4 separate regions of the Mus musculus genome follow, and all the other regions are linked to region 2. A link is a contact called in public promoter capture Hi-C data. All regions are on one chromosome and are shown on one strand. Each heading gives the region's core, a stretch centred on a gene start, on an enhancer-like site or on the middle of the called end of the contact. The rest is flanking DNA. Distances are from core to core; before and after follow the strand shown.

What was found. Promoter capture Hi-C pulls out the DNA fragments that hold promoters and counts their contacts.
Region 1: a contact with region 2 is called in a promoter capture Hi-C map of embryonic stem cells, with 2.8 times the contacts expected there. The contact joins the promoter of Pomgnt2 here to the promoter of Topaz1 in region 2. A contact is called at or near these places in 3 of 39 promoter capture datasets (embryonic stem cells, hippocampal neurons and second pharyngeal arch cranial neural crest) and 1 of 115 datasets of contacts at active chromatin or transcription factors (embryonic forebrain).
Region 3: a promoter capture Hi-C map of pre-B cells shows a contact between it and region 2, with 5 times the contacts expected there. The contact joins the promoter of Tmem158 here to the promoter of Topaz1 in region 2. A contact is called at or near these places in 15 of 39 promoter capture datasets (the 3T3-L1 cell line, 3T3-L1-derived adipocytes, the C10 cell line and 9 more), 6 of 15 datasets of contacts at CTCF or cohesin (CD8 T cells, the NIH/3T3 cell line, embryonic stem cells and 3 more), 111 of 484 Hi-C or Micro-C datasets (3T3-L1-derived adipocytes, the 63-12 cell line, the AML12 cell line and 60 more), 6 of 115 datasets of contacts at active chromatin or transcription factors (astrocytes, bone marrow-derived dendritic cells, embryonic stem cells and 1 more) and 3 of 9 other capture datasets (adipose tissue, liver and macrophages).
Region 4: a contact with region 2 is called in a promoter capture Hi-C map of embryonic stem cells, with 3 times the contacts expected there. The contact joins the promoter of 1700048O20Rik here to the promoter of Topaz1 in region 2. A contact is called at or near these places in 2 of 39 promoter capture datasets (embryonic stem cells and hippocampal neurons) and 1 of 484 Hi-C or Micro-C datasets (cerebellum).

The regions. Positions count from the first base shown.
Region 1 is chr9:121,994,042-122,001,918 of GRCm38.p6, forward strand. It overlaps Pomgnt2 (protein O-linked mannose beta 1,4-N-acetylglucosaminyltransferase 2), which reads right to left and starts at 1,985. Exons shown (of 2, transcript NM_153540.4): 1 at 1,835-1,985. It overlaps Gm39463 (a long non-coding RNA gene), which reads left to right and starts at 1,945. Exons shown (of 2, transcript XR_871388.3): 1 at 1,945-2,405.
Region 2 is chr9:122,742,334-122,749,473 of GRCm38.p6, forward strand. Topaz1 (testis and ovary specific PAZ domain containing 1) reads left to right here and starts at 4,866. Exons shown (of 20, transcript NM_001199736.2): 1 at 4,866-5,229; 2 at 5,911-7,140. The coding sequence starts at 5,013.
Region 3 is chr9:123,259,486-123,266,462 of GRCm38.p6, forward strand. Tmem158 (transmembrane protein 158) reads right to left here and starts at 1,304. Exons shown (of 1, transcript NM_001002267.2): 1 at 1-1,304. The coding sequence starts at 1,060. The coding sequence ends at 200.
Region 4 is chr9:121,932,974-121,939,884 of GRCm38.p6, forward strand. 1700048O20Rik (RIKEN cDNA 1700048O20 gene) reads left to right here and starts at 4,302. Exons shown (of 5, transcript NR_033553.1): 1 at 4,302-4,346; 2 at 5,003-5,189; 3 at 6,446-6,528.

The DNA of each region.
Region 1 (7,877 bases), core at 735-3,234, 750 kb before region 2:
CTCTGTGCCTGGCAATTATCCAACTCTGTAAGACAGCAGCAATATAAAAACCCATTTACTGACTCTCACTCTATGCAGGCAGCACTCTAAGTTCTGCATATGTGGTCTCATCCCTGCTATAACCTAAGGCAAGTACTATGAAACACACTAAAGGGCATATGCTTGGGACTGCTATATGTATTGTTCAATACACTGTAGCTATTATGGGGAGGGGCTGAAGTTCAAACTCAAGCCTGAATTGCAAAGCCCATGGTAGCCTGTCTGGAGTCTTCCTTCCCTGCCATATCTCTCACCCAACTTGAAAAGCCCTGGGGATCATTTTAGCATCTCCTGAGGGAGAGTGTCCCTCCAGACAACCATGCTGAGGTGACTGACAAGGCCTCTGGGGAACAGAGTGTTGAGTAATTTAATATTCTGGCTCTCTAGAAGCCTTTGCTTATTACTGCTATTTCTGAAAGCAAGAACTTGCCAGCCAGAAGTCCAAGGTTGGTTAGAAGCATGTCGTCAGCTTGGGCTGATGTCACAGGCCTGCTGTCCCAGCTACTGGGGAGGATGAAGCAGGAAGATCATAGCTTAGGTGTGTCTAGGACTTACTGAGACCGTGAATCAAAGCAAAGAGTAGAGAGTGAACGGGTGTAGCAGAATGTTTGCTCAGCACGCAGGAGGCTTTGGATTCATCCTTAGCAAACAAACCAACCCTGACGGCCCTGACAGTCCAGCACACCAGGATGATGCTCCACCAGGGTGAATCCACTCACCAGCTCCCTCCCTTTCCAAGGCCCCCAGGGGCTCTCAGCTCTCACCTCTGAGGATAAAGTATCCAGTTCTCTTCTAACTCTGTCACCACTTGGAACTCGGATCCTTCATGTGAAAGGGCCGGCTGATCCTAAAAGCCTGAGAGCAGCTAGTCTGTGGAAAAGACAGGACCCGGAACCAGAACTCCAACCTTGTCTATAGAGTTGGTGGTCGTGCATGCTAACATTTGATGTGTTCAGAACCCAGACAGAAAGCTTTGCCAGCATTACCTCATGGAAGCCTCACAGCAATTCTTCAAAGAAGGTCTTTTTTCACTCTGTCTTACAGAGGATGAAGGAAGGGACCAGAGAAAGTGAATGAGTTACTTATGGGGACATGGCCGGTAAAGGAGCCAAGATTTTCCCAGTGCCTGGAACAGTCCACACATGGTAAATGAATTGTGCTAATATTCACATGTCCCATAAGCCTAAAACCATCTACACCAACAGGCTCGGGGCTGGTTGGCATAAGGTCAGAGGATACTGGCTGCTCACAACCTGCAGCGTGATTCTGGTGGAAGGTCCCAAACTTTTACCCCGGATTCCCACTAACGATGAGAAAACGGGTTCCTATAGGCAAGTCCATCAGGGTCGTCCGTCAGTAGCCGCCCCCACCCCCACCCCCCCGCCATTGTCAAGCAGACAAACTCCTAACTCCGACTGTCCGTCCATCCGGGTGGTTCTCTACGGAGCCCCAACTGCCTAAAGGTCAGCAACAGGCCGACCCAGGCACCGCTTCAAACGCAGCTGGCGCAGCCCAGGCCCCCACTGCTCATCTCTCCTTGCTCCACGCCACCTGTGCCAAATGTGCACCATTCTTTCCCAGGCACGAGCATGTGCGTCCCCGCGGTCAGAGGCAGTGAAGGCTCCAGCCGAACGGTCCAGTGCGCCATCGGGGGCCGGGCGGTTCAGGCCCACCCCTCCCACCTCGGCGCCTGCTGCAGGCGGCGTCTACCGCCCTGGGTCCGGCAAGCCCGCCGGCCTCCCCTGCAGTCCAGGGTCGGGCACCAAGCCCGGCCCGGCCCGGCCTAGCGCCTCACCTGAAGCCGGGCTCTGTGCCCCGTCCGCTCCGAGCCCGGGGCCCAGCTGCGCCACAGATGCCCGCGCTGCCCACCTGCCGACAGGGTGTCGCAGGTGTTCCTAGTGTGCTTGCCCTGCTGGCGAGCTCAAACTCCGGAACCCGGGCGCGTGCGCGGGCCTTGGGACCCGCCTCTCGGACCTCGGCCAGGATCACCTCTTCGGCTCACAGAATCCTGGGAATTGTAGTTTTCAAGCGAGCAGCATGCACGAGCCTGGGAAGACCAGAAGCTCTTCTTGGTGTTCTGTTTACCCAATTATGAGAGTTCTGATGATAAACTTAAATACAAGATACAGAAATCTTCATATGTAATCTGTTAGAGAAAAAATAATCCATACCTTGACATGCTTTTAAGACTCATAAAGAGACTATTGATGGCTCAGCAGTTAAAGTATTCACTGTAGATGAGCACAAAGACTGAACAGAGCTGTTCATGGTCATTACTGAAGGCTTCTGTGCTCAGTTAACTTCGGATCGTCTCCCCTCAAACCTGAGCCAATGGATCGCTCCTCCCTTACCAGGCTTCTTGTCAGGTATGTTATGTCTCTTTTATACTTTTTCTGGGAACTGCCATTTGGCTTTACAACCAAACTGATGGGGTGTTATCATGAGTGGGTGTCAGATGACAGTGTTGGAGCTCGGACTTGACATCAGGTGAATCTGACCAAAACGGCTGGATTTCTCACTTGGGAAATGGACATTGTGACACTTCTGACACGATGACCCAAATGTCATGTGGAACCTTGTCCTTTTGAGAACTGGGCTGGGGGTGGGGGTATATATTAAGGGACCCTCCTCACTCCTCCCCTCCCCCACCCCCACCCAACTGGCCCGGTTGGCCACAAAGCCTTCCCAGAACCTCAGACCTCAGTGGGCTTCACTCTCATGGTTGTTATTACAAACTCATCTAAAGTAGTCTCTGTCTCTCTGTCTGTCTCTCTCTGTCTGTCTCTCTGTCTCTCTCTGTCTGTCTCTCTGTCTGTCTGTCTGTCTGTCTGTCTCTCTCTCTCTCTCTCACACACACACACACATACACATACCTGTGAGAAGATCAAACAGAGTGCACTGAAGAACTGACACAGAGAGTCGGAACAATGCCACTGGCCACAAGGCAGATCATTTCTGGATTGGGCACCATTTGCCTGTACCATGAAGAAGGCCCTGTGGCTTCCTGCTTCCCCCAGCCCCTACCTGTGCTGCCTGGATTCTTCCTCTTTTCCTACCTCCCCCCATTTGGCTTTTGGTGTTTTAAAAAGCAACAATCTCTTTCTTGGCCTCAAGGGTTGCACTAGTCTGTGGAAGCTCCACATAACTGGCCCCCTGGCCCTTCAGGCCTCAACCTTTGTCCTATCTCAGAGGGTTCTTAGTTTCAGGCAATGTGTCTACCCTGGCTGGCTTGAGCAGAACAATGTGTGTGAAGGAACATTTAGTGACATGTGGGCTCATTAAGATGAGGAGGAACAGACTCTGCATCTAGGGTCTGCTCTGATGACAGTGTCCAAGCCATGTCCAAGAACTATGCCATGCTATCTGGAGATAAGGAGGTCAGCTTCCTCTGACACCATTCCCCATGCATAAGCCATCTCACAGAGTGCTCTTCCTTCATCTGAGTCACAGTGTGCACGTGCTTGGCAGAGCCTGTGTCTCAGAGAGACTCCTGTCTGTAAGGAGCCCTGAAAACTGAGTCCATGGCTCTTCATCTCCAAGGGGGCTCTGGGTGAGAGTAGAGCTATCCAGCCTGCTGCAGCTACTCACCAAGCAGATCACACCTCCAAAAGGCTCTTCCCTTCATAAAGGGGATTTTGTTGACAGGTTTGATACATGGCAGGTAGAATAAGCCTTTGGGGCAGTGTACTTGTTAGCCTGTGGGGAGGACCTGTCAAAATTAGGGAGTACTTCCAAATAAAGATGTTTCAGAGGCAAGAGAAAGAAAGGAGGGAAGGAGAGAGGGAGGGAGAACTGCTTTCTCTGGTCTATTGTTTTCAAATGGCTTTGACATTGACTGGCATCTACTTGTTGAAATTATTGAGCAAGCACCTGTACCCACTGAGCCACTCAGTCCTTCTTCCAGGAACCCCTTTACTAAGGGACACTTACCATTGTGTGTTTTTATCAGCTTTGTGAAAATCACACTGTCAACTTGACTGGATTTAGAATAACCTGGGAGATTAGTGAGGCACGCTTCTGGGTGTGTCTGTGAGGGTGTTTCTAGAGAGGACTGAATCGAGAACACTCCGATGTGTGAATGGCACTGTTCTGTTGGCCAGAAGCCTCAAGGTAATAAAAGGAGGGTGACTGAACTGAGTGCTGGCACTCCCTTCTGCTTCCCATCTGTCTGCTAGCCGCATGCTCCCACAGCCATGTTTGCCCAGGCAAATGGAGCCAAGCAAGTGTGGATCCAACACCCTGAAACTCTGAGCTGAGATAGTTATTCTCTTACATTGTCTCAGGCACTTTGACCATAATGATACAAAGTAACTAATATAAGCCTTCACATTTTTTTTTTAGTCCTTTGTCTGGAGGTTCAGATCGGAATACATTGTATCCAAGTCAAATCACCAAGGTCAAGCAAATTTGACTAATACTTGCAAAACCTGGAAGATATACAGACTGCTCAGTTGTTGTGCTTCCCATAGAGACTCCAAGTTTTCTTTATAAACAACCCAAGGTCTTTTGGGAGATTATTTACAGATCTGGGGGACATGTAATCTGTAGAGGCCTCATATGCTCTATGGAGCAGCACAGCTGGCTGCTGCAATCTCCCACTGAATGAAGAGGAAATCTTGAGTCTTTAGTTTTATGTGAATAGCACTGTATTAGTTAAGTTTTATACGACTGTATTAGTTAATTTTATCTTGGCTGCATCAAAATATTAGGCAGAGTCACTTAATGGAGAAAGGGTTTCTTTTGGCTCACACTTTGAAGATACAGTTCCTCACGGTGGGAGGGCATGGAGGCAGAAGCGTGAGGCAGCTGTTACTGTATCCACAGACAGGGAGCAGAGTGCTGACCTCTGCTGCTCCTCTTGCTTTCTCTGTTCATCAGTCCCAGGTCCCAGCCCTTAGGATGGTGCTGCCCACACAGAGGGCGTATCTTCCCTCTTCAGTTAAATCTTTCTGGAAACATTCTCATAGACACACCCAGAAACGTGTTTCCATAGTGATTTTAAATTCAGTTAAACTGACAATAAAGACAAGCCATTACAGTCTGCCAGTTTCCCTTAATCTGCCCATCATTTAGGATGTTTGCCAATGTTCAGGGCATCTGCCATGTGCATTTGCAGTCCATACAACCTCAGAGAAGGCATTTGTGCCCCTTGTCAGTCAAGGTGAAGGTGAAAGCTCACTGGCTTTGCTTTGTCCTTGTTCTAAGAGGCTCTTCCAGTGTGGTTGAATCCTGCTGGTTCACAGCCCACCTGCACAGGGCAGTCCCCTGACTGACATTATGAAGGCCTCTATCCTGATCTTCGGATTGCCCTCTTGGTCCTCGGGAGACACTGCCAGCCCTTGGCTTGATTTTGTCAGCTGGAGACTAGTCTCCTTAATTTACTTTGTCCTGTACTTTGTGCTTCCATCAAATACCTGATTCTGGATTGTGAAAAAGACATTTTGTTAAAGCAAAACTACTAAGAACACTGAAAATGCCAATGTGACTTAGACAGTAAGTGATCTCACCAATGCTTTAAAATTCACCAGTTCAGAGAGGAAGGTCATGTCCTAAGAGGGAAAGAGAATTCTCAAAGCAAACCAAGGGCAGCTTGTTAGAGCAGAGATGTCGCTGCTTCCCTGGGGTGGGAAGGAATCCAACATTAGCTGCCTGTCCCCTGTGCTTTCTCCTCAAAGGCTCGTACAGAGCTCTGCCCATGCTCCAGTCTCAGTTCCAAGTGTTCGCGGCCCAGCTAACATATGTGAGGCTACATGAAACCTCCCTGAACGAATCCTCTATCGCTCCCGTTTGCTGTGTCATTCTTCAAAGTTGGATTTATTGAAAGGTGGCAACAGGGAGCTATATCTAAGGAGTAGGAAGTGAGGCAGAAAGGGAAGGCAGCACAGGGCCTGTTGCCATCTCTGGGACACACAGTGGTTCAGCTCAGAGCTCTGGAGGTGACAGAAGAATGCTCTTCAGCTGTTCACTTAATGAGTGGCATGGGTTAGGGCTATTTCTGGGGGCATTAGCACTTCCTTCTGCTCCACATGTACTGATTGAAAATCACAGAGATACAGGTGTTGAAGATCCCGGTGTTTGCCTTGGGGAGTCTTCAATATCCTAGGAGGCCCTGGGGAGGGAGGCGGCTGGGAGCCAACAGCACCTGCTGCACTGGCTGAAGTGTCTCCACTACTGAGTCCCTTTGCAGGGATCCCTGTGCCACACACTGTAGCTGCTGCAAATAATAAGGCAGATACTCTGTGACTGAGCTTGGGATGTGGCTGGGAAGATCAGGGTTCATCAGAGAAACACACTACACACAATAATGCCAGTGACTACAGAAGGGACCCCAGAGGGATAGGGGAAGGAACAGCTACAACACAGACTACTGGGAGGAACTGGAGAGTCTCAGAAGCTAACCCTATGGAGGCAGAAGGGGTATGGGGCTGAATTTAAGGAAGAAAACAAGCATGGGAAAGGCCCTGTGGCACCAGGAACTGTGAGATGGAGCTAGAGATGACTGGAAAACAAGGAAGATTGGAACTAAGTGAGACCAGATGGCGAGTCTGAGGCAGAGCATGCAGTCATGGAAACTGCCTTTAAGGTTTGAGAGAGACCACAGGAGCATGTTAAGCTAGGACATTACATGACTGTATTTTATGTTTTCAGTTTTCACTGTAGTAATGTAGACATAACAAAAATTACTGTATCAATTATTAAATGGACAGTTAAATAGTATTAAATACGTTGTAATGGGCAACCAACACCAATGTCTGTCTGCAGAATCCCTTCATCTTGTGAAATAGACACTTTGAGACCATTAGACAATAACTTCCTATTCGGTGTATGCTGTTGGTTCTCCGAGCTGGTGGCGACACGAATGACACAGACACCAAGTCGGGTTCATGCAGCAACTTTACTTCGGGCTTTTTTTTTTTACAGCTCTCTTCCCCAGCAGCTTCTTCTTAGGGCAAGGGCTAAACTACTCCTATTACAACAGCTTCTCTTACTCTACTTCTGGCTCACAGCAAGGGCTAAAACTACTCTCTTCACTACTACCGGCTTCTACCTAGGGCAAGGGCTAAACAAAACTTGCTACTCACACCAACTCACCTCCTTCTAGCTCCACCCCACCTCATCCAATCAGAATTCACACACGCTCCAGGCATGAGCTTAGGTCATTCACAGATAGGCTAACAGGTCTGGATCATGAGGAACTGTCCAGCCTGGCAGGTAGTGCACATGCTTGGGCAAGGCAGTAAACAAGTGGGTTTCACGGGGCCTGCGGCCACATCCGCTTTCCGCTTCTCCCTCTTTTAGTTTTATTAGCAACTCTGGGATCAACATATGTCTTAGGTTGCCCCCATCCGTGCCACATCCTTACCTGTCATGGGAATGACAAACTCACTTTCGCCATCCTGTCTTAGGTTGGTATGCGCATGTGAGGGTCTTACCCATCATTGATTACTGATCCAACATGTTGAGCCAACATTGGGGGGATGTTCCTGCTTCCAAGGCTGCCATAGCCTGCACTAAGGCTTGTTTATCAGCCCTGTGCCACCTTCACATACATGCCATCCACCAAAGCATTCCTTCACATACAACAGTCAGCAGGAGCACTCAAAAGGCTATCCCTCCCCAATTTCTTAAGAATCCCACAGTTCTCATAGTTCTCCAGCCATTGCTTTGCAGTTGCAATCTCCACATGGGTGTTGTTCATGGCAACAATCGATGCTCGCAATTCCTTCATCTTTGTCTCGAGATCATGACTCCAACTTCCTAGCAGCATTGCCCCAATTGCACGCAACAGATTTGCAGCTCTGGAAAAATTCTGATACTGAACAGAGGTTACACACATT
Region 2 (7,140 bases), core at 3,616-6,115:
TTCTGTCAGGATCTTTCAGAATCATATTTGCCAAACTAGCATGTGTTCTGACCCTTGTCCTGAACTATGCAGGGTTTTTTTTTGGGGGGGGGGGAGCAGCGTTGCTAAGGAACCATCCCTCCCAACCCACTTTCCTAGACACCGTCATGGCTTCTAGCTTAAAGGGACAACAAACCTTTTATCTGGGAATCTGAAGTCTAATTTGGGTTATAAGTAAGTTCTTGCCTCATGTTGGTTTGCCAAAATGTTGTGGTAAATATCACTTGGAGGTGTCTACCCCATGATAGCTTCCTTCTTCCCCTGTGTCCTCTCTTCTCTCATCTTTGAAGGTTACTATCTACATGAATTTATTTTTCCTTCCTTTTTCTCTCTTAATTGGTTAGCCATCATGGGGTAGAGGGATTATGAGCTCATAGCCATGAGTGCCAGCCTGTTGGAGTAAGAGCGGCCCAGGAAGAACATGGCAAGTGATATCTCGGGGTTATTGACAGGGAAGTAGACAAAATAGTACAGAGGGTTGATATCTGCCCAGCTCTAGTGCTCTAAGGCTTATTATAAATATAGGGACTTTATGTCTTTTATTTGGGAACTAAATGATCTAAGGTGGGGTAGGAACCCCCAAATAATGTCTACCACAAAAAGTCTAGGATGGATAATTAAAAACAAGCAAAGTTTGTCTATGCAGATATACTTTAGATAGATAGAATGGTCCTTGAATACTTCATGGATCTGCAGAATATGACATTTAAACGTTTAATAAAAAAGTTTTTCATAACAGACATATATCAGCTCTTGGTAGCACCACTAATATCCTCCAGAGGAGATGATGGTCACAGGAGAATTTCCACCTGACACTTGCTTTAAATGTAAAAAAACTGGATACCAGACTATAAACTGCTCTTTTACCTCAACTACTGACTGCACACTCTGAAGACCTTGGGCAAGCAGGACACTGGAGAGTTGATTGCCCCACTTTGGAGAGAAAAGGTGGGGCAGTCCCCCAAGCTCCTTTTCCACAGGAAAGTCTGTCAAATCTTCTGGGCCTGGAGAGTGAAGATGGATAGATGCCCCCATTGACCATAGAAAGCCCTTGGCTGAGTGACTGTCCAGGTAGCAGTAAGCATCAGTCGGTTTTAACAGACTTGCAAGCTGCTTGGTCAGCACTTCCTGCTTACTCAGGTGAAATTTATCCTCCTCAGGATTTCTGTTCAGTTTGAAACTAGATTAATGAAAGATTTATCAGTTTAACAGCAGAAACCAAGGTCTCAGCAGACTCCTCAGTTCTCTTTATGTGTAAAACTCAGGCTTCAAACCTCACTTTTCTAGAGCTGCCTCTACTAGGTCTAGACACAGTCTCTCTTATTAGCAGACTCAGGAAGCCAGTTTCAAAGTAACTCTTTACTGTTCCTCTATCTAAAGGAACTCGCTTTACTGAGACTGCTCCCAATAATCAACCACCCAGGTCTCATGGTGAATAATTAGATAGGAAAAGATATCAAGTTTATGTAAGTTCTGAGGATACAGAAGCTTACGTTGTCAGGATCTAAGAAAGTGTTTTAGGGTCTAAAAAGGTGTTGTAAGGTTAGTAAACACAAGTTATAAAGGTTAGAAGACATAAAAGCTTAAATGGTGATAAAAATTATTTAAGGTATATTTTAAAAAGTGAAAAATGCTTCACATTTTTTTCTCCTCACTATGCTACTCTACTTCCTATATGCTACTCTGCCTCCTATATGCTACTCTGCCTCCTATATGCTACTCCGCCTCCTATATGCTACTGTTGTAGAAAGATTTCAAAAATTCAAAGTTTTAACATTAATCCATAGAGTTCTGATAAACTATTTAATATAGCTCTGGTACAGTACTGCTCATATTATCATAGTTACAAGCTCAAGATTTTAAATTTCCTTTGGTTATCTTTTAAGTACGGGCTTAAAATTACTTCTCATTGTTCTAAATTTATATACATGCAGTCTTCTGGATAGAGGAAAGAAGCCCCCTTTTCATGGTTTGCAGTGATACTAAAAATCAAGATGAAGCAAAGATCCCCAAATGGCATAAACAACCCACTTCTCCCTTACTCTGATGGCAGTCTCTTCTTTTGCCTGGCTTGCCCCTATTATGGGACAGATTGTTGTCATTTGTTTGGGTTTTTTTTTTCTTCTAGCCCCTTGCCTTCTCCTTTTCCTCCAGGAATGGATTCTTGAAGTCTCTAGGATAGCAGTTAACCAAAGGCTCCTACACTAATACCTGCCTTTGAACCCCAGCCTATCAACTCCTGACTCCCCCTTCCCACGTGGTCCCACCCTACCAGGAAGTAACCAAATCTGAACCAGTGCCCCTACACCTAATGAAAAGGGACCTAGAAAACCTGTCACTTGTTGGGTGATATTAGTCTGTTGGGTCACAGATTTGTCTGGCCTCTGTGGGCACCAGGAACACACATGTCTTTTAGTCAGTGAAGAGACACCATAACCACGGCAACTCTTATAATGGAAAGCATTGAATTGGAGTTGGTTTACAGTTTCAGAGATTTAATCTGTTGTTATCATGGCAGGGAACACGGCAGCATCCAGGTAGAAAAAGTTCTGGAGAAAGAGCTAAGAGTCCTACATCTAAGTCTGCAGACAGTAGGAAAAAAGAGAGACTCTGGGTTTGGTATGGTCTTTTGAAACCTCAAAGCCCATCCTCAGTGACATACTTCCTCCAACAAGGCCACACCTACTTCAACAACACCACGCCCCCTAATCCTTCTCAAGTGGTGCTACTCTCTGATAACTAAGCATTCAAATATATGAACCTATGAAGGCCATTCTTATTCAAACCACTACGTGGTACCGAAACAGACAGACAGACAAAAACATCAATACACTTAAAATAACAATAAGTAATAATAATAATAATAATAATAATAATAATAATAATAAATGATGTGTTAATGGCCAAAGGGAACTTCTTACCCCTCCAGGGTAATGACCAGGGTAACAGAAAGCTTTTCTACAAGGTTGATTGTCAAAGAGGGGTGACTTGAAGTTTGCCAGGCACACAAACAGGAATCATTTTAAGAACTAGTGCATAGATAGGCTGGAGCCTATAGATGTGGATATGTGTTAAGAAGTCTATTTTTCTTATCAGGTACACTTTTTAACTACAAGTTCAGTAAGAAGAACAAATACAGTCATGGATCAGGAGTATTAAAATGGTTATGAAACAATTTAAGTGTAAATGAAAATTAATTTTTTTGCAATAGGATGGGAAATCGATTAAACTATTAGAAAGAACTTGCATGTGTTATTTTGAGTTCCTGTTGCTTATCACTTTTATATCTGTTTGAAAGGGAAAACAAAAAAGAAACTAAAAGCTCCCATTAGCTCCCAGTGATGGCTCAGGCCTGCAGTTCCAGCACTCGGAAGTCAGGCAGGAGAATCGTCCAAGTTCAAAGCCAACCTAAGCTACACAGTAAGTTCCAGGGCCGTCTCAAAACAACAACAAAGCAAAATTAGCAATGATTAGAAGTTACCTGTAATGGTAACATTGTTCTGTAATGGTGAACATTGTTTAGAGGAAATATTTACTGTGCTAGGCTTGTAAAACCAAATTGTTTTTAACTTGTATAAGCAATGAGGAAGTTGCTCCTACCTTAAATGTACCCTGTGAGCTGACCTGAAAATGGACTACTTCCTGGTACGGTTGGGCTCTTCTTAAAAGAAAAAAAAATGCTGATTGTTGCAAAATGCTTTACTCTCTCAGCTATTCTACAAGGTAATGGGTCACAAGATTGAACAGGCTAAACTGCTAAGGCCCAGTTTTGTATCAAATGCTTGCTTGTTTGGATTATCTGAGACACCTTTGAGATGCCTGTTAGAAAAGCAAGCCTTGCCTGAACCCAGATAGGATATGAGTTGATTTAGTTCCCAAAACTACTAGTTTATGGTTTTTGCCTTTATAACCCTTAGATTAACAATAACTGGGGCCTTGCCTAGGGAACTCTAGTCCTGGCCAGTCTCTTTTTAATAAAAATCCTCTAACTTACTAAAACTAAAACCTGAATCAGACTGGTGAATCTCTGAATGACCACCAGACCCACAACCTTTTCCACAAAAGAACACTTTCCTTTTACAAGGTCAGTACTGATTAAATATTCACAAATGGACACAGTAGACAGGATCCAAAATAACACACAAGGAGGATAAACTCCATTCCAATCTTTAAGCAAAGGAGGTTTGTGAAGGGTCAAGATGGGGCATATACCAGGATCCTCTTTCAATGGAGAGGCATGGCCTGGCAAGCTGGTCAAACTTGACTGGACTAACACAAGGATGGAGACATCAATAAAATTAGAAGCATGGTGTTGTAGGTCAAAGTCTAAGGGCCAGAGCCGCAGTAACGGGAAAGGGGGAGAAGTAACGAAGGCTGAAAATAGAACCAAGCAGATTTGATAAATCAACATGCAAGGAATCCAGAAGAACATCTAGAAACCTCTGTCCGCCAACACCGGAGAAGCAACCTTTTACAGAAATAAATGGTATTTTGCATGTCAGCAGCTGGGGTATCTCTGAGCTATCTGGATAATGTGACAGCCATATTGAGAAGTAAGCGACAGTGGACTCGCAGGAGTGTTGGAGGCAGTTAGAAGCCACTTGTAGACAACCATTGTCACAGTGCTGAAACAGGCACCTCCAGAAGTCCAGGTCTGGAGAAGGGTGAGGAACCCAAGGAGGCACCACCACAAACCTGTGCGGTGAGGCTCTGGCCGGGGTGAGACCCTGTCACCTCCGGGTGCAGCCAGGGCTCTTCGAGGGAGCAAGTGGACGGGCGGACCACGTGGCCCTCAGCCAGTTGCCCCCAGCCGAGCCCAGCCCACCGACTTCCGCTTCCTGTAGTGTCGGGTACAGGGTCGGAAGCGAGGCCAGGCCGGGCCAGGGTGGGCAGTAGCCTGTGTCCTGCAGGGGGAGCAGCGGCTCTAGGCCGTCTAGGCTTCCCAGAGAGGCTGAGTGGGCGGCTGTGGGCGGATGCGGCCGCCAGCGACGCCCCCAGACCCGACCAAGGAGCCAGGGTGCAAAGGCACCACCCGAGGCCTGAGGAAGCGAGGCCTTCCGCTGACGCCAGAGCCAGGCGAGGGGGGAGGCTGCAGCCTGGAGGCCAGGGGGTGCGAGGAGGAGAGCAGGCAGAAGCAGAGGATGGTGACCCAGGCTTCTGGGAGAGAAGAGACAGAAGGTGACAAGTTGGGTGAGACATCCGCGTCCTGGAAGGTAGCAAGCAGAGGAGGGTCGGTGAACAGGGGGCCTAGAGCAGTGAAGGAGGCAGAACCCTCTCTCATCCCAGAAGACGCAGTAAGGAAGCTGGTGGTCACCCCGACCCCGAAGCCTTTTTTTCCTCAGCTGCCTCTGTCTTTGCTCTACTACTAACCTTTAGTTGTATTTGTGTGGTATTTACCAGTGCACTTGGTGAGGAGAGGTGAGATGGGAAGGATTAAAAAAATTAAATAAGTGTATGCCCATTTAGGAGCTCAATCATTATAATTACTGTCGAGGGAATTAATAATACTAGTGGTTTGTTTTAACTAGAGTAAATGATGCTATCTATAAAGGTTTTTCTGCTGTTTTAGAATTTATAGAGGTTTATTTCTAGTTCTTAATTAGATCTTAAAGCTGGCCAAGGCGATTCACACCCATAATCTACCAGGTGGGAGGCTGAAGCAGGAGAATCTCAAGTTCGAGGTCAGCCTGTGTTATGCAATGGACCCTGTTTAAAAATTTTTAATACTTAATATGAAAATCAGTTTGTATGTCTAAATAGCTCATCAGGAAAATACAAATGGATGGCTTCACAGATTTTTCTGTTAACTGATATTGCTTCTTTCTGCCCAGTGTAAAAATGTCTTCTGGTGTGTTTTCTTGTTTTGATCAGCCAAAGAGAATGGAAAAATTACTGAGGCCCCAAGTGATGATCCACAGCCAGGGACTGACCTGGTAAGAAAGACATCAATAACCAGTTCGGAGTCTTTGCAAACAGTGGAGTGCAGTGAATTTCAAAATATGGCTTTCTTACAGTCTTTGGATAAGGAAGAATTGGGAGAAGGTATTAAAAGAAGAATGCGAATTAAAAAATGTAAAAGTTTAGAAAATCCACCTCTTGAAATAACTAAAAATGAGGCAACACAAAATATTAAAGTTGAATTCCAAGATGAACTGTTCAAGAATACCCCAAAACATTCTTGTAACAGCTTATCACCTGGAGTAGAAAAAAATTGCAGCTTTGAATTGCATGATTACAGTTTTCTCCATTCTGAAGGTTGTAATAATGAAAACAACTTTGAGGATAAACCTCATGATGTATGTCTACACACTGAAGAGAACTCTTTGAAGTTAAAGAAAGAAAACCTTAGGAATCTTGCAGAGAAAGATGACACAAGAACTACTACTAAGCTTTTAAAAACTGAAAAAAGTGTAATAGCCAGTAAGTTACTGCTTGAAGAAAGTCATTTATACCAAAATAAAAACAATGGCTTGACTTCTTGCCTTCAAAGTGAAAAAAACAAATATTCAGTAGAGGAGAACAACACTGGGAGAAAACACAGGAAAAAAATGAAGTCTGGAAAAGAAGAAAAAAATATTAATCTTACTTTGTCTAATGTATGTAACAATTCTGTGTTGGTGTTACAAGAAAACCAAATGGGTATGGAAGGGAAAGAAGCAGAGACCTTAGAACCTAAAAAAAGTTTTCTAAAAGCTTTAAGAAAAATAAACCATAATACACTCCCTCCGGTGGACCATTTGTGTCTCCCCAAAACAGTGGGGAAAACAAGTTCTAGGCATCACATAAATGCTATGCTTCAGAAAACCCTCGAATCAAGTTTGAAAGAGGATATAAAAAATACTTCAGAGTCCTTAGGATGCAAACGTATAGAGCCAGAAAAATATAATAAATCGATGATAAGCTCTACAGTGAAATCACCTAGTGACGGCCATCATATGGAAAAGAGATCTCCACGGGGAGATCTGAGAAGTGAAACTGAAGAGTCAAAGGTTAGCTGTTGCAGAACAATACCAATGACTGGTAAAAGAGTTTGGCCTTTTTATTCTTGTGCTAGAATATCTGCCCAGTGTTGGAAAAAGACTTCCTTGTCAGATTTAAATT
Region 3 (6,977 bases), core at 54-2,553, 510 kb after region 2:
TCAGCCCGAGAGCTTGCCCCTGCTCTTCCGAACCAGAACCTCAGCACAAACCCCACTTTCCCACCTCATTTGTGCCTCTCTGCGGTCCCCTCCCGGGAAAAGGATGAACAATAAGGACAGCACGAAGCGCACCTGCCCCGTCTCCGGTGAGGAAGGCGCGTGCGAGCGCTTACACAGCGCGGACGCGGGGCGGAGGGGGTCACTTAGGAGCCACCCCCGAGGTGACAGCCGCGGCAGCAGCAGCAGCAGCTGCAGCAGCGGCGGCGGCAGCGGCGGTAGTCCCCGCGGGTACGGCTGCAGGAGCGGCCGCGGGGGCGCCGGCGGTGGTCCGGCGCTGCTCCATGCCGTTGGGCAGGAAGCCGGCAATGATGGGCACCGGCCAGATGAGGGCGGCCACGCTCCACACCACGATGACCAGGGTCATGAAGCAGGCCACCAGCGTAGACTCGATGGGCTTGCGGTTCAGCCGCCAGCCCGGCTCGCCCTGCAGCTCCTCCAGGCTGAAGTCCAGGCAGCAGAAGTGACGAGGCTCGCCCTGCAGCCACAGCGGCCCCGGCTCGGCCGCCGGGTAGGCAGGCAGCGCGGTGGGAGCCCCGGCGGGAGCCCGCAGGCGGCCGCGCACCCAGCCGCAGCCCACGCACAGGCGCAGGTCTTGCTGCGCGCCGCCCGCCGCCAGCCCCAGATGCTCGATGAGCAGTGGTGGCCCGACGCGGTGGAAGGCGGCGGCGAAGAAGGCGCGGCCGTGCGCGTTGGTAGAGAAGAGCAGCAGGTCGCACTGCAAGCCCCGCGGGCGGCCCCAGCGCACGAGCAGCGAGCTCAGCATCTGTCGTTGCACGCTGATGTTGCAGGGCGCCGCCGGAGCCTCCTCTGGGCCCGCGCGCTCTGGGGGCGCCGATGCCGCCGATGCCAGCAGACGCGGGGTGGAGTGTTCGTTGGTGAAGGACGCATTGGCCGAGGCGTTTGGGGGCGTCCCTGCAAGGCCGGGCGCATCCGTGGCCCCGCCGTGCGCCGGCGGCAGCTGGCAGGCGGCGGCCAGTAGCGCGGCGAGAAGGGGCAGCATGGCCTGTGGCGAGCGCCTACGCGCGCGGGGCAGGCGGCGGCTGCATGGCGCGCAGGCGACCGTCCGGTGAGGGAACCGCGGGGCCTGGAAGGCCGAGGCGGAACTCTGCCAGTGTATTGGGACGACACCGGCTCACGGGCCGCGATGGCCTCTTCAGACTCCGCTCGTCGAGGTTCCGCTGCCCCCAGAGCTGGGGCCCTTGGACGGCCAGGAGGCTCTGCTGGCTCGCGGCGAAACGAGAGAGGATTCCCCTGCTCGGCTCCGCCTTCCGCGCGCCCCGCCCCCGGCTCACCGGGTGCGGGGAATTGGGAGGGCGGGGCTCCACTCGCAGGGGCGGGAACTGAAGACCTGAGCGACAGGGCGGTGCGTGGAGGCGGAGCGAGGGGACCCCCGAGGGCGGGAAGCCCAGAGCGAGTCCCGGAGCCCAGACAGTCCCTCTGTCACGCCCCCAGGAGAGCTAATCAGTACCTCCTTTCTGCTTAGGAGAAACTAAGAAGGGAGAAAGTCTCCGGGCTACCTCAGGAGCCAGAGACAGGACTCTTGTACCTTTCTGCTGAGTTCAGAAATTCAGATCTGGAGTCTGGCTGGTTTTAATGTGTCTTCACCACAATAGATACATATGGGTTTTTTTGTTGTTGTTGTTGTTTTGTTTTTTGTTTTGTTTTTGTTTCGTTGTTTTGTTTTACAGGAAGAGAACTCATAAAAAAATCCTCAAAATTCTGAAGTTTTGGTGTTGGTTGGGGCAATGGGAATGCAAATCCCACAGGTCGGATGCTTGAGGACACCTGCAGTCTAGTGTGCACATAGACACAAAAAATTTGTATGTTAGAGTCCATGAATATCAGTCTTCCGGGATGTATATTGTGGAGAGGTGGAGTTGTCAAGAGTAATTTAATAGGATACAATTTATATTAAGAAGCCTACCTGAGTCCTGAGCTTGATGGTACAAGTCTGTAATCCCAAGTGAGAATCCAGAGTCCAAGTTCCTTGGAGAGGCCAGCCTGGGCTACCTGAAAACCTGTCTCAAATAAACAAAATCCAGTACTAAGGTGGTGAGGAGAATTATGAGTTTGAGGACAGCCTGGGCTACACAGAAAGATGCTTTCTGTAAAGAACAAAAAACGTTCTTGGGAAGAAGAGGCAGCTCAGTTGGAAGGGTGCTTTCCTAGTGTCCTAGCAAGCCCAGGGTTCAATCCCCATCACAAAAAGGAGCAAACTGCACTTCCCTTGTTTTCTGGCCTCACACTTGGAAACTAATGTCAACTGACCCCTAAAATGGCTTGAAACAGTTGTGCTCTGTAAATCTAAGAGTGACCCTCCCTCTAAGCCAGCTAAGCTTTCCCAAGGGCCTGTGAAGGACAGGATGACAGCCATTGCTGGGTACAAAGTGCTAAATATATTTCTCTAAATAGTTCTCTCTCTCTCTTTCATTCTTTCTCCTGCTCTTTCTTTTGAGTCAAGGTTTCACTTCGTAGCTTTAGCTGTCCTGGAACTTATTATGTAGACCAGACCGGCCTCAAACTCTCAGAGATCCACTTGCCCCTGCTTCTTGAGTTCTGGGACTAAAGCCATGTACCACTAAACCCATCTTCTAAGTTGTTTTCTAACAAATAGTAACATTGGAATGAGGGAGAGACACAGGTAGACAGAGAGAAAGTGGGGAGAGAGAGAAGGGAGAGAGAGAGCCTTATAAACAGAATTCCCCAAAGTACCAAGTCTTCTCTGTTGGTCTTGGTTCCCTGAGTGACAGCCGGGCGGCTGGCACCCACCCTGCATGGGACTGTGTTATGTTAATGGAGCTTGCAGTCCAGCATCTACCCCACCTTCTCAGTGCTGGCCAGTTGGTTATCTATTCCTGCAAATCCAGCCCAGTGTGACTGGATTCTTGGTCTCTGTAAAAAAGGTTGATGTCCCTGAGGCACAGGACACACATCTATCTATCTATCTATCTATCTATCTATCTATCTATCTATCTATCTACTTTTGTGTTCCCAGATGGGACAATGTGCAGTTTCATGTTCTTATTTAAAATGACTTATCCTTTTAAGGAACAAAATATACTACCTGGTGTGGCAGCCTTGTTTAAATATGAGCCTACTTCAAAACAGGGATATCATGTGATCCCTAGGGCTTAAAGGGGCCTAGTTGTCAAGGATTGAGTCTTGAGTCAGGTCTCTATCCATGACAGCAGGTGACATTTTCTGGAACTTTAGGCAGGAACATGCTGAGCTTCTTAGGGGTTCCCTTACTGTGTCTGTACAATGGAGGTGGGGGTGGGGATGGGGGTGGGGGAAACTTGGAAGGGAAAATGACAGACTTGTTTGCAGTTGCGTATGATGGCATGCAACTGTAACAGCACTTAGAAAATTGAGGGAGGATCAGGAGTTCAAAGCCAGCTTGACATAGTTCAAGTCTAGACTGGAATGCCTGAGACCCTGTCTCAAAAACCAACCAACCAACCACAAGCAAAGAAGCAAGTCTGGTTTGGAGAGCCAAGAAGTCCCTGCCAAGTTGTTGACATGATAGCCCTTCACACCTTCATCCAGACAAGTTACCTTCTGTCTTGTCTGCTGGTATATGACAGAGGCTCTGCTAGTACTTATTCCCTGACGAATCTGCCCATTTAAAAGCTCTGATTAACTACTGTAAGCATTCTTGAGGGTCAGTTGCTTTACTTATGACACAACAGCATTATGGTGTGATGATACCGGTGTCACCAGAAGAAAGCTGCTTGTTTCCCACGTGCTGGATTTACAGGTGAGCGCCACTACGCCCAGCTCACGCTACCTTTCCTCGCCATCACTGCTGTGTGTGCTCTTCCCTTCAGCTTACTAGGCTCACGGAACACAAGCCAGGAGTTAGAGTGCCCAGGGCCCGGTCACTGAGAGGGTCTGTCTGCTGGTGAGAGCTTGGCCTGAGCTGTAGCTGTTCACGGGTTGAGGTTCCTTTTTACCACGCCTGTCATTCTCCTGCTCTGCTGCAGGTGTGCAGGCTTCCTTGCTGTCCCAGGAATACATGAAGTGAACTTCAGCTTCAAGCCTTTACATAACCTGTTTTCTTTTTTCCCTGAAGTCTGTCTTGGTTGCCCCTCGCTTCCTTTCCATCTCTGTTCCACTATCAGCTCCTCAGAGAGCCTTTCCCACCCTTTCACAATAACAAGCACCTACCTTCCTAGTCCCACGCTACATCCCACCTTCCTCATTGTGAGCTGCCCCATGCATGCTTTCTGTTTGCCTCTTGCTCCTTCTTTCATTTGAATGACCCCTTTCCCAAGCAGGACTTTGTTTTGTTCAACAGAACTTGACATAGCACACTGTAGGGGCTGGGGAAATGGCTGGCTGTTAAAGTGCTTGCTGTATAATCAATCATTAGGACCTCACTTCAGATCCCTGGCACCTGTATAAAAGCTGGGCACAACGTACACAACTGTAACACCAGCACCAGGTGCACGGGGAGACAAGTGGCTCCTGGGTCTTGCTGGGTAACCAGTCTAACTGAATCAGCGTGCACCTTGTTTTAGGAAGACTCTGTTTTGAAATATAAGGAGAGTGATAGAGGAAGACACCTAATATCAACTTCTGTCATACAAGGCACACTCACCCACATATAGATATGTTAACCCACCCCTACATGAGCCAGAGGAGGAGGAAGAGGAGGAGGAGGAAGAGGAGGAGGAGGAAGAGGAGGAAGAGAGAGGAGGAGGGAGAGGAGGAGGAAGAGGAAGAGAGAGGAGGAGGAGGAAGAGAAGGAGGAGGGAGTTAGTGAATTCGGCAGCCTGGGTTAAGACAGAGACAGAATATGAGCAATAGTTTAGGGAGTGGAAAAGGTGGAAACAGCCTAGATGCTCTTTATCAGATTGAAGAAATAAAAGCAAATGAGACTGCTAGCCAGTGGTAGCTCACGCTTTTAGTCCCAGCACTTGTGAGGTCTCTGTGAATTGAGGCCAGTCCAATCTACATAGTGAGTTCTAGGACAGCCAGAGCCACACAGAGAAACCCTGGAGGGGGTTGGGTGGAAGCTATTGAGATCCTAAATCCCAGAAGAGAGGTGGGTTTGATAAATCACTGCTTTGTTGATAAAACAGTGTTGATGGGCAATTTTCCTGTACAGAATGTATTGTCACAAAACAACTGAGCACATCAAAGAAAGTAATTAGTAGAAAAAATGTGCAGCAATTCCATCCTCCCGTTTCCTGTGTCCCTCTCTGGTATTAGCTAATTTTTTCTCCTCCTGCCTATTGAAGCAGTAGCTTTGAAAGACTGAACTGGGTTATCTGAGTCCTCTGACTCAACACCTCAGAGTGCTGCAGGTGCAGGCACTCCTCAGCCCTCTCTTATTCTGGGTGGAATTGGCATATATGATTGCCACATATTATAGACTGAGAAACATGCAGGAACCACAGAAGACCCAGAAAATCACAACAAAAAAGAAAAAAATGGGATGGAGCAATGAAGAGGGTAGAAACTAGGTCCTAGGCCATGTCAAAGTCCCTTGCAGAAGGTGTGGTCTTAGTGCTGGGTGTATGCCTGAGGAAAATCTTAAGTGGGAAAGGATGACTTTGCATGCCTGGCTCACTTCCTAAGAAAACCCATTCTCATACCATAACTCGGGCCTCATGTTGGAATCGATAGCTCACACCAGCCGGCCATGGAAACAGGTCTGGAAGCCCGCTGGGGTTTGGTGAGCTAAAACTCTGACAGTTTCTTGTCCTGGTTTCTGCATAGTCTGGCGGTCACAGACCCCTAGGATCTCAGCCAGATCTCTAGGGTTTGCAGGCACATTTATTCTTGTGACTACCGTGGTCGCTGGGAACATTAGTATCTGAAGCATTCCAGCAGCAATTACAGCCTGCACAGTTCATTTAGTCATGGGTTCCTGGGGCAAGGCTACTGTTGTCAGTTTAAGTGATTATTTAGGATTATTCTGTCTTGGCATATTTCATGGCCATTTGCAGATATTCTAGTCCTGTAACGGGCAGGGCCACTACTTGTATTTTTGTTTGTTTGTTTTCATGCTGGGCATCTAGCAAGATTCAAGCAAGGACACCCAGAAGCTCCTGCTGATCTGGAGAGATAGAGAGTGCTTAAGAGAGAGCCAGGAAGAGGATGGTGTTGGGTGGCACTAGCCAGAAGAAACTTAGAGGAAAGGAACACCTGCCTGGGATGGGCATGATGGTATTACCTACACCCCCCAAAACTGTCTTCTACTAACACTGTGTGTTCATTGCTGGGTTAAACACTTGAAGTGCACGCTTCCCATGGTTCATGAGGAAGAGATCACAAATGACTTAAACTGAGACTCAGAGTACTTTGTCCCTTGTACAGCGATGTAGTGATAGCCAAAATGCAGTTTGTCCAACATTGTTCTTAAATACAGCCCTACTATGTTGGCAACTCTTCAGCCTTCCAACTACTAGGTACTTGGTCCCTATCCATGAATTCCACCAACACTGAAATACTTAAGGACGGTTTCCCAGTCTGAAGCATCGTGATAGATAAGTTCTGGGTTATGGTTTTCCTGTTAATGATTGGTTTCCTGAACTCAGTTCTTCACAGAACCCTGAGCTCTGCCCTTACCATCTCCAGAACCACTACTGTGGTTTGGGTAAGTGTCCCCCAAATTCTCCTGTGCTCATCTTCCAGGTAAAATGTGGGGTCTCTGAGAGGTGGTGCCTAGGAAAGGTCCTTACGTCATTGGGGACGTGCCTTTGAAGGGACTTGTGGGATTCCAACTCTTTCTTTTCCCTAGGGATGAGGTAGGAGTTGTTTTTTTTTTTTTTTTCTGGTACCTGCTTCTAGGATATGCCTGTGATGGTTAATCTCTGTTGTGGACTTGATTGTATCTGGGATGAACTAAGAGACTCTCTTCTAGGTGAGTCTTTAAGGGTATTTCCAGGAAAGATTTCTTCCCCCAGAGA
Region 4 (6,911 bases), core at 3,052-5,551, 810 kb before region 2:
CACACGCACACACACATGCACAAATATACATCTATACGCATGCACACATACACAAATACACACATGCACACACATAACTGGCACAAACACATGTACACACACGTACACACATGTACACACTCAGTTTTTTAGAAGGAGAGAACATCTTAGGGCTCAAGGAGTCAGGACAGAGATAGAGACCATTAATTTCTCTTTACCATTCTCTCAGGCTACAAATCATTTCTCACTTCCCAGAATCCTCTAAATAGCTACTAGTTCTGGAGACGACCAGCCTCAGCAAGAAAGAGCACAGCGGGTTCAGCTCTAAACATGGGCATGTCACTGTTGGCCTCATTGATAATACTGGTTTTTCACAGTGTTAGAAATACTGTTCAGGGTCACAAAGAAAGAGACCACCTAACTAGGGCTTTATCATTGTGATAGAAAAATGACCAGAAGCGACTTGGGGGAGAAAGGGCTTATTTCATTTTACATTTCCATCTTACAGTTTATCACTGAGGGAAGTTAGAGCAGGAGCTTAATTAAGCAGGACACGGACTGAAGCAGAAACCATGGAGTGGCGCTCCTTGCTGGCTTGTTCTTATGGCTTGCTCATCCTACTTTCTTGTACAATCCAGGAGCACCTGCTAAGGGGGGCACAGTCCACAGTGGGCTGGGTTCACCCACACCAATCATTAATCAAGACAAGGCTAGTCTGATGGAATTATTTTCTCCTGAGGTGCCCCTCTCCAGATGAATGTAGTTTATATCAAGTTAACCAAAACCAAACCAAACCAGAACAATAGGACATTTCATGTTTGTGAGTTTTGACTCCAGTTACGGCTCTTTGTGGACCAATGCTACATTTTTCTTTGAAATTTATTTACTTTTGACTAGCTATAAAGAAAGCCTTTATCATAGCAAAAATGAGATTATCAACGGGTATTCAGTAAAGAGCAAATTTCCTTATTACTCCTGTCTCTTGGTTCTTCTCAGTCAATCACAATCACCTACTTTGCATCTTTCTGGAAATGCTCTTTATCATTGGCCCTTCTCATTGAAAACTGTATTTTCTGTAGGAGACACTGCAGAAAGACATCACCCAGGAGAGCTATTTTAGAAGTCTCAACAGTGACTGTTTCTTCTAATCTGTCCAGTGTCCCTTACGAAAACCATTTGTGGATAATCCCCACTTCCTGTCACCCTACACTATCCTGCTTCCTCGAGGTCAGCCTATGATGTCTTCGAGGGCAATACCCCCTTCACAACTAGATCTTTAATCTTTCCCCTCTGCTCATCATCTATCCAGCACCCAGCCATTTATAAAAACAATGAGAAGATTTCCAGTCCCTAGTCCTTTAAGAACTCTTTCACCCCTGCCTAACAGACCCCACCTACCACCACACTCCCTCAGCCACTCTCTGCCTGCACTGTCCCCTTCCTCCCTCTGGCACCTACTATACCATTACTGTATTTGGATACAGTACAGTATTTGGATACAGGCAACTCAACCCAACTCATCACCACACCACATCACCACTGTCCCCTTCCTCCCTCTGGCACCTACTATACCATTACTGTATTTGGATACAGTACTGTATTTGGATACAGGCAACTCAACCCAACTCATCACCACATCTGTTGACTCAATGTTGTTCGAGGTTAAACTCCAGGTATACAAGGGCCCCTAATTTGTTCTTATACAACCTTCAACCCAACTTGAGGCTGTCCTATCTGGAGAATATTTCATCTTAAAATAAAAAAATGAGAGCACTGTCCAAGAAAACTGAGATGTATTCTCTCAGACATTTCTCATGTCTCCATACCCTTTTTTGTACTCTTGTCTCAGCTATTCAGGAGATTTCTTCTGTAGAACATCAACTTGTGTTTATCCCCCAGGTCTGGCATCTGTACTTCTGTTTTCCAATGTATGGACACTGAATTCCTCCCCAACGATCAAACCGAAATGATCTCCCTTTTTGCCTCAATTCTCTCCTCAACCCCAATCTCCTCCCACTGACGGCTCTTCTTGTCTCAGGCATCTCTTCTGTCCTTGGTGCAGACAGCTGGCATTTCCCCAACTCTCTTACTTCCAAAAGCTTTCCATGGCTGTTTCTGAAATCCCAGATGGAATAGCTGCCATTATCACAACCATCTGGAACCAAAGAGACTCACTGCAGGTGTCATTCTTAGAAATTACAGAGCCCTGAATCTTCTTCCGACAGAGAAAGAGAGTACCCATTTCTTCCTCCAGCAAGAGTGCTACTTCTCTATAAACCATCCCAGGGTAGACTGAGACATGGCAAGAAGATGGCACGCAGAACATCCAAACCCTGCCAGCATCCCACCTCGTAAGCACAATGGTTCAATGGGGGTGATGGCAACCCTGGCTGGCTACCCTTTTATTTATTCTCCTTATTTCCCTATTATTAGCCTTTGTATCCTGTCTTTCAAAAGCATATTTATTTTTATTTATGCGTATGTGTGGGTGTATCTGCATGTGTATGCACATATATGTATGGTGCCCCAGGAGGCTAGAAGACAGCACTGGAGACATAGACAGTTGTGAGCCACCTGACATGGGTTCTGGAAACTGAACTCTGTTCCTCTGCAAGAGCAGCAAGTGCTCTTAACTACCAAGTCATCTCTCCAGCACCTGAACCTGTGGTTTAAACTAACCCAGGGGTTGGAGCAGCAGTTAACAGAACTCGGTGCTTTTTCAGAGGACTGAGTTTTGGTTTCCCGTACCCACATGGCATCTAACAACCACCTGTAACTCCATTCCAAAGGACCTAATATTCTTTTCTGGCCTTTGTGGGCACTACATGCACACGGTGCACAGACATGCAGGTAAAACACCCGTACACATAAAATAATAAATGAGATATGGGCTATCTAAGCCCTTTGTCCTCTTCAGACTGAACCCCTTGATTCAGGACACCACCAAAAGTCATGGCAACAACATCTGGCTCCTCCAAAATCTCTAATTCCAAAATCTGTTCCATGGCAACATCCCAATTCAGCCCAAAGCAGCCCTCTGAAATCTATGCCTGAAGTCTGGCCCCATTGCTCTCCCAACCCATCACAAAACAAACGGCAGAAAATATCAGCTCTAGTGGCACCAAGTCACATTTAGTGACATCTTGTCCCCATGTGCCACACCTTAGCTGATGCCCTGATTCTTACCACCTGCCAGCTGAAATACCCTGCTCCGCAAACAGTGGCCTCACTGCAAGCTCAGCTCTCCTAGAAATGGCTAACCTCATTTTCTCATCTCTAGAGCCTCACATTACCTCTTTCCTGACCTGTAGACACAGGTCTATAAGTGAGGGGTGGGGGGAGGGCAGGTGCTCTGTGGAGTTGCTTATCCCTTGTCTCTGCATCTCTACTCTAACAAAGAAAAGTTGAGCATGAGTAAGAGATAGAACAGTATAAAGCTCAACCCCTCTCGGAGATATCAGAGGTGGCAGCAGGAGCCAGGCAAGCACGCCCATTGCTGGTGCTTGAGTCTGCATCTGGGAAGCCCAGTCTAAATAAGTCTACAAATTTTTTGCACCACTTTTTTTTTTTAATGTTAAATGTCTTTGTGGTACACAATGAGATCACTTAGTTCAAGCCTGGACTTCTGTTCAACTGGCCCTCAAGGTTTCTTGGAAGGCATCCATACTTTCTAAATGAATCCAGCCACATTCAGATCTTCCACACCTCTGACTCCTCCTATAGGTCCTTGTAAGTGGTTCTGCCCAGATGGCAGGGAAACCTGGGCCTTGGAAGCCCAGGAACCGCACAGTTCTGAGGGGGAAGGGTCAGGTATCCCAGTGGAAGGGAACCCTGAGACACGGCCGATAGGAAGCCTCCTCAGCAGAGGCATTGTAGCTCCCAGGGGAAGGTAGCCCTGCTCCACTTTCTCACTCGGTTCCATCTTTTTATTGCTTCTTGGCTTTTCCTGATGAGAGAGTCACGATAGGTGGAAAGTCTCATGAAAGAGATTTATTCAGGGTAAGGAGGGATGAATCCAGACATGGCTGGCTGCCCTCTGTTCCCAGAAGCAGACAGCAGAGAATTGGACAAAGGGCAGGGCTTATGTAGAATTTCTTAGGAGGCAAAGCTTTTCAGAGCAGAGATTTCCCGGATGAGGATTGGTGAGATTTCAAGTCCTGAGTTTGGGGAGCTCAGGGATTGGTGGGTTCTCCTGCTCAGGGATTGGTGGGTTCTCCTGCTCAGGGATTGGTGGGTTCTCCTGCTCAGTGATTGGTGGGTTCTCCTGCTCAGTGATTGGTGGCTTTTTTCCCCACCACCTTTTCCCTGCATTAGACCTATGGGTTAGGATGAGAGGTCCTTCCTGGCTGCAGGTGGCTTTGGTTGAGGTAGCATCTCTGTGGAACTGCTGGGGAGGTGGAGAGGAGGTGCTGCCACTGTGGACAGCTCCTGTGGGATAGATAGTTCCTAAGGCTGTAGGCTGAGGCAAGAAAGGTGTTGCCACCATAGACAACTCTTGAGGGACAGCTCCTGCTGATGGCGGGAAAGGGGATGAGCCTCCTGCAGACTGAGGAAATGTCCTCTTGCTGCCATTCTTTGACAGTTCCGGAGGGGCATCTTACTGGCTATAGGTTGGAGCAGGAAGGAGGGGCTGGCTGCCACTTGGACTGATTTGCAGAGTGCTTGCTTCTTCCAGACAGCTCCTGCTGAGGTGGGAAAGGAAATGTGCCACCTGTGTCAGTTGCAGGCAGAAGAGGTGTTGTGGAGACGTCATTTTTGACAGCTCCTGTGGGCATCTTGTAGGCTGGGACAGGAAGGAGGGGCGGGCCACCGCTTTGAGGGGTTTGTAGCGCTGCTTAGGAACTTCAGTTAGAAACAGAGAAAAGCAGCCTTGTATGGGTGAGCCATGTAGGGTGGGAAAATGTTTAGCATCTTCAATAGGGAGTCAGCCCTCCTGCTCCTAAGTTCACTTGGGCAGGTCCACTGCCCACTGCTCAGTGGAATAAACAACCTTTCTTCTTGCTCTTGCCTCCTCTCTGACGAGGTCGCTTTGTCAAGAAGCCTGACTCTCGCTAGACCACGCACAGCGCGATCAAGATTATGGGGTCCTCCAAGATTCCTAGAGAGACTCACAGAGGATTGGCCGGTCGGTGAGATGATGTATTTCCGGGCCAGGAATCTTTAAAACCTGAGAGCGTGGATGGTGAGAGGCCGTTAGAATCCCTCCGTAGGTGAGTGTGAGGAAACATGAGGAAGGCTTGGTTGGCATGGACCTGAGGGAGGGAAGGTGGTCCTCTTGGGCCCCAGGCTTGCCTACCGGGGTGCTGGAGAGAGGGGCGCGGTCTGAAATGGAAAGAGGGCGCTGTGGACGCGACGCCTGGGCGGGAAGAGGGCGCTGAGGGTCAAAGGCTTCTACAGCCTAACTACAGGGAGAGACATGGAGGCCCCAATGAGGCTGGGCAGGGAGGGTGACACCCGGGTCGGTGAGGAAGAGGCTTGGAGCAGAACAGCTTGAGATGCAGGCAGGAAGATTGTGCAGGAAAATGGCACAGTGGGCCTTAAGCAGGCGGACCTGAAGTGTAGGACAAGGCAGCGGAGGACATGGCATTTTTGTCAGGGTGTCTTCCATGACTTAAACCTTAGTGCTGCTGATTAGTGTGTTAATGTTAATTCCCAAAAAGGTATTTGTAAGAAAGCACCTAATGTGTGTTGGATCTAACAGTTTTCGATGTTTATATGAAAAATGTCTTGACTTAGCTCTTTGTACCGTCCTTTATACTCTTCATATTTTTATCTGTTAGATATCCATGCCACAGGCAGTTGTTCACATCTCAGGTATTATCTTCAAGCACAAATCTCGCCCATCCACTCCTCTGAACGACAGCAGGCTTACTTTCTAATTATTAAAGGATGAATTTACCCAGAGCAGAAAATATAACTAAGAAACGAGACTGCTTTGCTTCCCTGTACTAGAATATTTGAAATCATATTGTGAAGTTCATAGATTTCTTTAACAGGATAGTGTTTTCCTTCTCACTGCTACTGTTATAAAATTGAACAAATATACCACAATCTCTAGCCAGAAAACATAAAAATATTCCTAATAAACCACCTTTAAATTGTTTGACTTGCTTTACAAAAAAAGATAGTAATTATTATTAAGTAGCAAGGGGCTAGGCTGGTTCTTAGGTCTGTCAGTATTCACTGGATTTTATGTATACACTTATTCCTCTTGTATCTGTACCTTGCTGTTGTCTCTGGATTACTGAAATTATACTTTTAACAGTACAGGCTATCATTATACATTTCCTGGATGAACCTCTTCTCCATTGTGCCTGCCATCTCACTTTTGCTAAGACTAGAATTGCTACTGATAAGAAGTAACTGACGAATAATACTTCACAGGGCCTTCAAAACAGGATGAATCAAGGATTGTATGCTGAAGAAGACAAGTGTTGTCACTAATAGTTTCTCTGTTTACCTTCAGGTCCTGAAAAATCTAAGCCTGCATTTGCTACAGAACTGAAAGATTTGATCATGGAAGATATCACCATAAAAGCAGAGCCTCAGGTAAGCTGTACATACCTGTGTGGGTTTACAATGCTATATATGTACATATATACAAATATGCACACATACATGTATATGTACATATATACATACAAGCTTGTACCTATGAGTACATTTACATTAATCTATTGTTTATTTTATAAATTTCTCACTGAGGTTTAACTGACACACATGTTTCAACTGTATCTCTCACTTTTTTGAAATATATACATTCATATGACTATCACTTATGTTAATACTTTAAGCTGTTCTACTTTGTGCCCTTTCCAAAGCCATGGGGATTGCTCATCTCTCCACACTGGGGGTGCAGATACCTGCTCTCATCCCCAGCTTCTATGTGGGTGATAGGGATCTAAATTCATGTGTTCGTGCTTGTGAAACAA